Regions from separate parts of the Mus musculus genome. Here region 1 is linked to region 2. A link is a contact called in public Hi-C data. All regions are on one chromosome and are shown on one strand. Each heading gives the region's core, a stretch centred on a gene start, on an enhancer-like site or on the middle of the called end of the contact. The rest is flanking DNA. Distances are from core to core; before and after follow the strand shown.

The links. Hi-C and Micro-C count contacts between places; a contact is called where the count stands out from the background.
Region 1: a Hi-C map of cerebral cortex shows a contact between it and region 2, with 2.4 times the contacts expected there. The contact joins two enhancer-like sites. A contact is called at or near these places in 1 of 39 promoter capture datasets (hippocampal neurons), 14 of 484 Hi-C or Micro-C datasets (the HL-1 cell line, the N1E-115 cell line, Sertoli cells and 7 more) and 1 of 115 datasets of contacts at active chromatin or transcription factors (heart atrium).

The regions. Positions count from the first base shown.
Region 1 is chr11:35,394,312-35,398,511 of GRCm38.p6, forward strand. The region is part of intron 4 of Slit3 (slit guidance ligand 3); the gene reads left to right. Among named protein-coding and RNA genes, the nearest start is that of Gm46277, 110 kb to the left of the region's middle. Within about 2 kb of position 1,265, at least 19 of the 459 cell types and tissues checked have an H3K27ac peak or open chromatin away from gene starts, as enhancers often do. A contact at or near this core is called in cerebral cortex, where this site is marked.
Region 2 is chr11:35,260,183-35,264,108 of GRCm38.p6, forward strand. All of the region lies in intron 4 of Slit3 (slit guidance ligand 3), which reads left to right. Among named protein-coding and RNA genes, the nearest start is that of Gm46277, 26 kb to the right of the region's middle. Within about 2 kb of position 1,684, at least 26 of the 459 cell types and tissues checked have an H3K27ac peak or open chromatin away from gene starts, as enhancers often do. A contact at or near this core is called in cerebral cortex, where this site is marked.

The sequences.
Region 1 (4,200 bases), core at 15-2,514, 130 kb after region 2:
CTTCTCCTGGTTCTGCCCTGAGTGAGTGTGTGTGCGTGTGCGTGTGTATGTGCGCACACGCACACAAACACTACTGCTTAGCCATTTTGGTCCATGCATAGTAGCCCCATAGAGTTCCCCAAAGGCCAGTACTGAATGAGAACCTCAAAAAAGACAAAGGGTGGCCTGCAGAGCCAAGAAGAGCAGCCTTCACCATAGAACATTCTAGAAAGCTGATTGAGTCTGACTCCCGCCACAGAGGGCACTAAAGCCTCCTATGAGCCCTTGGTAAGGCTGCAGGGAGATTTGAAGAGATTTACCCAGTAACCTTCGACCTGCGTAGAAGCCAAAGTTTATATCCTATATGCTTCAGATAGGTTAAAGGATTTCAGTGAAAGGTTTGTCAACTCAGAACTGTGTAAAAGGTTCCAGTCGGTTCCCTGGACCAGGATTTTAGAAAGGGACCGGATGGGTCACCAACTCCCAATCAGCTTAAGGGTCCATAAACCAAGGCAGATTTCCCAAATGTACACCTGTCCTTCAGAGGTCTGAGGCAATGTGACATGAGGCTGAGGCTAGCATCTCATTCTCTAGCCATGTGCTGGTTTGGGTGTGGTTTAAGCCTTCATTTCAGCAGCGTTTTGAGCTTGTATTTCACAGGTATTCAGGGGGAGATTCACCCAAGCTTCTAGGAATACTAAGTGAGGGTTTTGTGGGTAAGATGCTGTAGGTGAATGGTACTGCGCATGGATGATGGATGGAGTCCGGGGATGAGGAGAAAAGCACACAGTTAGGGCAGTGCACAAACAAGGGGAAAACACAAAGGGTCTAGACCCCAACCTACTTTACCCAGCTGATGTTTCTAAATCGGACCCCCAGTTCTTTGTCACTCCTTTCTCATGTCTGTTGCCCTCTCACCAGTATCAGAGCATCTGGCTCTCCTACACTATCATAGGCAGTGGTTCCTGGGACTACACCCCTCACAGCCAGTCTCCAGGTCTGTCCACCTGACTTCAATCTCCACCAATTCCTATTTCTGACACTCCTTTCCCTCTAGACCCTTCTCTCCAGCGTTCTCTGGAACGCCTCATGTTTGCTGTTCAGCTCAGCCCCGTTGCTTTTCCACAACCTCACCCCTGGACCCCTGCTTCCTATTCCTCTTCAACACCAGTGCCTTCCCCACAGTCTAAAACTCTCCTGTCTGCAGTTCCCACCCACGTCTACACTCTCCAGAGCATTGCTCTATAGCTGCCTTGCAATTCCGCGTGCCAGGAAAAGGGGGAGGAGGGGCACTTTTGGTTAATCAGCATTTCATTTGGCACTGGTAAGCTGGGGCCGAGAGAAGAGCTACAGCCAGACGTCCAAAATGTCCCTTTTGGCTTGTTGGAACTGTTGACGAAATAAGATAAGTTTGGGATTAATCACTGGAAAACACATGAGATAAAATTCCGGAATCCAGAGACTTTAACTTCTTGGTCCTCATCCCAGGGTAGGTTATCAAAACCAAGACTTGTCCATTTTTCACAGTTTATGGGGTTTATCTAGGACCTGTCATGAGATGCTGACAGGAACCTGAAATTGGTCTGTGTTCGAGTTTCCATTCCCACTCCACCATAAACACCTAAGGAGAGAAAAACAAAGGCCAAAGCAGCTGATTTCTGAACCTTTCAGTTACTTGGTAATTTTTATCTAATCTTTTTGTTGGTGAGGCTGAACTGGAAAAGTTCATTACAAGCAAACCGAGTCATTTATTCAAGTGGTTGAGTTGGGAAAGGTGTCTACAGATGAATATGTGGCGACGGTTCGAGAAACGTACATTTTCCCAGGATAAGACAAAGGAAACAGGTTCGATACAGCAGGTGTCAGAGGAGAGCCAGATGTAGACAGGTTTCTCCTGAAGGGTCATCTGAGAGTCTTGCGCACCCCGCCCCTCATGGCTTTTTCAACATACAGTCATGAAAAAAATCAGCCCAGCATTTGGAAAAATGCAGACGGAGCTTGAGATGCCAAAAGTTCTGAATGCTTGCAAGAAAGCTTTGGTTTTTGTTTTTTGTTTTCAATTGAATGGGATTATTTACGTTCCTCTGACGTATCACAACTAGCCTAACAAATGGGATGACAGAGTAATAAACTTCTTATGGGTGTGGAATTCCTTTAAGGAAAGGTTTCCGAAGCAACTCAAGTGACAGATTGGCAGGAGACATTACTCAAGAGTGGTTTAGAGCCTAAAGCTCCAACATGAAATAAAGTCTTGGCTTCAAGAGCTGTTTCTTGGGACTGTGATTATGCGGCTCATCCTATCTATATTTATCAAGTACTTCTTGGATGCTCAGAGTGGTAGTAACCACAGGTCTGTCTGTTCATGGCTGTTTGCACCTGGCAGTTTCCTGCCATTCTTTTGTGAGCTCCGTGCCCCATGCACACTAGAATTTGCCATGCTTAGCTCCGATTCCTAGTTCTGACATCAGGTGCCACGTCTCACCTCAGTATCTGCTGCAGTAGTCTCTGTGACTCTTTCATTTTCTCTTTTTATGAGTCTGAATTGCAGGCAAAAGCGTTTGCGTGAGAGGAGAATAGGCCAATTCAACAATGGTCATAGGCAGAGCTTTTACAGGTTTTGTGGGTTCTCAACTAATTTTCTATAAAGCAAAGCCTAGAGGTGTTTCGGAATCCCCACCCAGTTCTGGGACAACTAGGCAGAACAGCTCAAGTCTGACACTGAAATGGTATGATTAACCTTCAATTAGAGTCATGGTTCTCAGCGGGAGGATGCCTCTCTCTTCAGCTCCATCCCATCAAGGGGCATCTGAGCTCAGCTCATCCCGATCCTGGTATGAATTCTCATGCCCAACTTCCATGCATCACAATTGGAAGAACATGGGTGTTGACGGAAGGGAGGGTGCTGGCAATTGTGCTGTGTTCCTGACGGTCACATCCAAAAGTCAAAGGCCATTGACTAGAGTAGACATAGGGAATTCCTGAGTAGGTGTCTTCCTGTCACCAGGATTTCCTGAGAGTCCCCTATTCTTCATGGCTCCAAGAAAAATCTGTCTCACAGAAGGAACCTACAATACTCATAGGATAATGCTATAGAAACAGAAAGGGCCCCATGCTTGGTAGGCCATGAGCTGGAGTGTGCTATACACCATACAGCCTTCCCTGGTCAGACCACCCCACTCACAAGGCACCTCAGACGTACTTGCTTTTTCACTCCAGCCAAGGCCATCAAAACACTGGTATCCACGACCCTCCAAACCAAGAGCAGTCTTCCCCTAACCCCTTCTAGGGTGTGAATGGAGTAGCCTGATCACTTACCAGCCCAGGGGAGCATGACCATGCATATTTGGCCATTGAAGCACCCACTGTTGTACTGTTTGTTCATTAGGGGAATGTCTATGTGATGGATTTCTGGGGGTCAGAATAGGGTGGAGTCATAGGCATTTCTGAATTCAACCTTTTGAGGAAAGTAAAAAGTGGTGTCATGAGGGATTTCAACACTTCAGGAAAGGCTCTGTGGATATCTACACAGCCCTGGGGTCACTGGGGTTCACAGATTATTTCTCTTGCATGGGTTTGTGCTGTACACATCTAGGAAAGAATATTTTATTGATATTCACTTCAATTGAAACTTCAGCCCATTTATCTCCTCTGCCTTTCCCTTGTCCACTGGAAAAAGGATCCATGTTAGTGTCACCCTGCTGTGCAATGGGAAAGAATAGTGGCCCCTTAGACGTCCCCTGTTGACTGTAACCTAGAGAGATGGTGCATCTGCCGAGAGGGGACAGCAGGTTGGGCTCCTCGGAAAGCTGTGCTTGCCGAACTGGCGCCATGTGTCTGTTCTCCCTGTCTGAAAAGAGGAAGGCCTTCCTTTTGGAGAGAAATCTCCTGGCAACAGAAGTCATGTCATGTGTCCCTCTGCCCCAGCTGCCACCAGCCATCCTAAACTCCTGGGAGTTTTATGGAGCTTCTACTCTGGGCCTGAACTGGGCTAGGTGCTGTTTGTGTGTATTAATGGATTCCACCGTATGGGATGTTTGACAGCTGAACTTTTGGGTGCGGGGAGGATGGGTAATTCCAGGTCAATCAAAGGCAACGCAGAACGTGGCTTGAAGCACAGTCCTTCTGTGTTCTCAAGCTCCATGAGAGAAGGGAGGCACAGGTGTCCAGCTGCTGGCCTCATTCGAGTTGGGCTATGTATAGAGACTGAAGGTGCCATCTTGG
Region 2 (3,926 bases), core at 434-2,933:
AAACTCTTTCCATCCCATCTTCTCTGCCTTACAGTTACTCAGTACAGTTACAGTCTCTGTGGGGAGTCTGAGGGTGGCATTTAGAGGCCTTCCACAAAAATTCTAAAACAATAGGCTAGACTCACAAGTATGTGGTCTGTTTAGATGTCTGGGGTTGCTTTCCCCTGCTTTGAAAGAGAACATCTCAAGCATCTTGATTTGCTAAAAATCTTACCAGAGTATAAATCACTGGGACACGGGTGGGCTCAGGACTGTCAGGGCTCACTGGAGATGGGTCTACTACCTTCTCCCATGCCCCTTTTCCCCTTCCCCTTTGTACCTAAGCTTTTGGAAGACTTAACAGGGCAAAAGTCGTAGAGACTTTATAGGAAAATTAGCCTGAGAGTGACAAGCCCGAAAGATGTGCACGTCCCTCTGTGGCTCAGGAGAGTAATACCTATATAGTGTCTCCTTATACAGATAAGAATGAAGTATCCCATCCAATCTTCCTACCCAGCTCTGAGCCAAAGGCTCATGCGGTTGCACTCTGAGCTCATAGCTCATCCTATCTGTGCACTTACTTTGATGCAGTTCTGAGACTACAGAGCAGTAGGGAACTGTGGGAAAATTATAAGGTCAATATTTTTCAGCTGTTCCCCGCTATATGTGAGTCATGAGGGGGAAAGGCGAGCAGAGCCTGACATCAAAAGCCTACATCTGGGATGGGGGCCATCTTCGCTGTTGGATTCCCTAGCTTAAGGCTAGTTTGTGCAAAGCAGAGAGCCTATAGATGGAGTCGATTTGGTTTACCTGATAATTTCCTTTTCTAATAATCTGTAGCAACCTGTTTTTCCTCCTTCGTGTCCATCTTCTGAGAATTTCCCTGGGTCTAAGTCCCATTCCTGTAGCTTCCTCCTTCAGAGGCAACATCCTCATCATGAGATGAATCATGGATCATTTGGTAGTAGATGCTCATTCTGACCCTAGCCCACTAAGCCCTGTGTCTCTACCTACAAGGCCATGGCTCTGACTTGATTTCATCCTTAGAGTAGTTTCAGAGAGGAGGGGAGCCAGGCACAGTGAGATTAAGTGACTTCCCCAAGTTCACTTGTAGAGATACAGGCCTGGCTTCCTTTGACCCGAAGCCTCTGGATCTTGATGTGTTGACTTCCAGGGTGGTCCATGTCTTAGGTAACTGTGTCCACACTTGGCTTTTCTACACAATTCGGGGATATGCTCCTCCATGGTCGACATTCCCACAACATCCAGCACAGAACAGCTTATACAGATCCACCCGAAGTGGCTGTGGCCCTACACTTACGTTCACTTTGCATAATGACCTTGGGGCAGGAAGGAAGGGACCTTATTTCTCCCCCTCAAATGGGAACTTGGTGATCTAGGGCATATCTTAAACATCCTACCTCCCAGTCTCTTGGAGGGCTTGTTACAACAAATTCCTGGATTCGGTCCCAGGATGGCTGAGTCAGGAGTTCTGGGTGGAGCTGGAGGGCCTTGAATTTCTTTCCACTTTCCAAGGTGGGCAGGGGCCCCAGACTGAGACCCACTATCGTAACAGAAGGCGAAGCAGCATCAAACCCTACTCTGACCGCAGGAAGCTCTGTAAGACTCCCAAGATGTCAGGAGCATCCTCAGTAAAGAATGCCGAGTAATGCTATCCAGTCATGAAAATGTTCAGAATGTCACATTTGCATATCTATGCTGAACATCTCATTATAGCATTTCTTTTCCGAGCACCGAAGCAGCACTCACCATGTGCTAGGCACTGGTTTGCAAATATACACAGTTCCCATGGCAGGCGCGTGTGGTAGTCCTTTCCTCAGATTTCCTTCATTGTACAGAGAGGTAGGCTAAAGTCCAGAGACATTCTATAAATTACCTGGGATCGCCCAGCTAGTCAGTCTGTGCAGCTGGGCAGGAACCCAGGCAGTCTGGCTCCTGGTCACCACATTCAGCCCCTGGGCAGAATATGGCACCTGGCTTGTCATCAACAAGACTTTCCCATCCCCAGGTAAGCTAAGAATTGCCTGCAGAAGAAGAGCGGTGAAATGTTTCTATTTCCAGTTCCTAGGCAGATTAACCATAAATAACAACGATGCATGTTTTATGACCACCACTTGGAAATCCCACGCTTGGCCACCCCTCTAATACCAGTCTGGTTAGCCCAGAGTGGCTTGTTCTCTTTCTACCCCTCTGGCATTGAAGTTTATCATTGCTCAAGAGGAGGATGCTTGAAAGAGGCCTGTTGGTTGTAGGAGTCCAAGAGGTGGGTTGCGGGTCAATAATAAAAGCAGAGCGACGTTTGTTGCTCTCCCATGCAGAGCCTTGAGAGTCTATCCAGCGGGTGGTAAGGAGGCTCAGCCTGAGGAAGGACGGTGATGGACAGGGTGGGAGGGGAGCAAATAGTTTCAGCCTGGCCGAGTAACTGAAGGACGGGCAGTGGGAGCATTCCAGCTATGTCATGGGAAATGGCTATGGCCAGGGCTCTGATTAGCTGTCAACCACAAATCCCCTGGGACCCTGCCAGGGGTCAGGCAACTGGGGTGCCTCTCGAATGCCAAATGGTTTGCCTTATATTATTGTCAAAGGAGAAGGAGGCGATTTTGAGCGTTATCCCTGGATGTGTGCACTGGCACTGCCAGGAGCTGAGAGATGGTTGGGGATGTGGGAGGGAGAGAGAAGCTAGAAAAATTCGCTTTTCATTCCAGGAAACATAGAGAGAAAAACCAGTCCATGCCACTGGGCCTTGGCATGATCTCAAAGCTGTTTTAGTCACCACCTCCGAAGCTTTCTGCCCTTTCCTTCCCTTTCTGCAAGGTGAGACATGAAAGTCTCCACCTCATGAAAGCCCTAAAGGGGGAAATGCTGACCCAGATCCCTTACAGTTGAGGTGGCATGGAACAATAGCCCTTCAAGAGTATGGATATAACAAGAGAGCCCCCCATGGTTTGCTTGCTTGATGACTTTGGCCTGAAACAGAGCCATGAAATGTGGAAACATCAAATATGATGACAAATGAACCAAATGTCATCCCACACTGGGCCCCTGGGAGGGACGAGGTGGTGTTCCTTCAACCCATTCCTCTAGCTTACGCCTTTAGAAATGTTTCATTGAGGAAAGGAAGGGACAGGTTGGCTATTTGATTAATTATGTCTAAAAGGGGGAGAGAAGAAAAACAAATCTCTTAAAACTCTTCAGGGATATTTGGCTAGTAAAAGCCTTTCTCTGAGCTTTTTTCATGGTCCCACAGCAGAAGGAAACCTTTCTGCAAGTTTAGTGGTCACAAAGGTTGGTAGTTCATGCCTTAGGGTTAGATGAGTCAGGTGTGCCCTGGGTAGGTGAGATGTGTGAGAGTGGACAGATCATTTTTCCAAGTAGTGATTTTATTATCACCACACAATGAGGATAATGTTAGTTCCTTCCACTCAGATCATTAATAATCCTTATGAAGTGTTAGGACAATGATAGACACACTAAGAGTGTAGCATTTTGGAGCCAGTGATGCTTAGGCTCAACTTCAAAGGATAGAAGACACTGAAAAAACAGAATGTATGGAAGATGAAGGTTGATTTTCTCTGAACTACTCATCTGAAGCTAGGAAGACAAGAGCACATACGGCAGATGCTCCAACACCCAAGTCAGTGTTGTTCTTGTACTGCCATGCTTTGCGCTTATTTAAGCCATCAAAGTCAGGTTTGAAACCAAAGGCACATGGAAGAAAAAGTAAAGGGGAAGGAAGGTCATGTGACAGTAGCATTTGAAGGAGGTAACCACATAATGGTCTGTTTGTTTCGCATAAGCTTAGAGTTTGTGCTGCTTTTCCTAAGCTACCATCTCTGCCTTTTAATTGGTGTGTTTAGACCGTTCACATTTAATGTAATTATTGTTATGTTAAGTCTGTCATTTTAGTTTTATTTTTCTGTTATTTT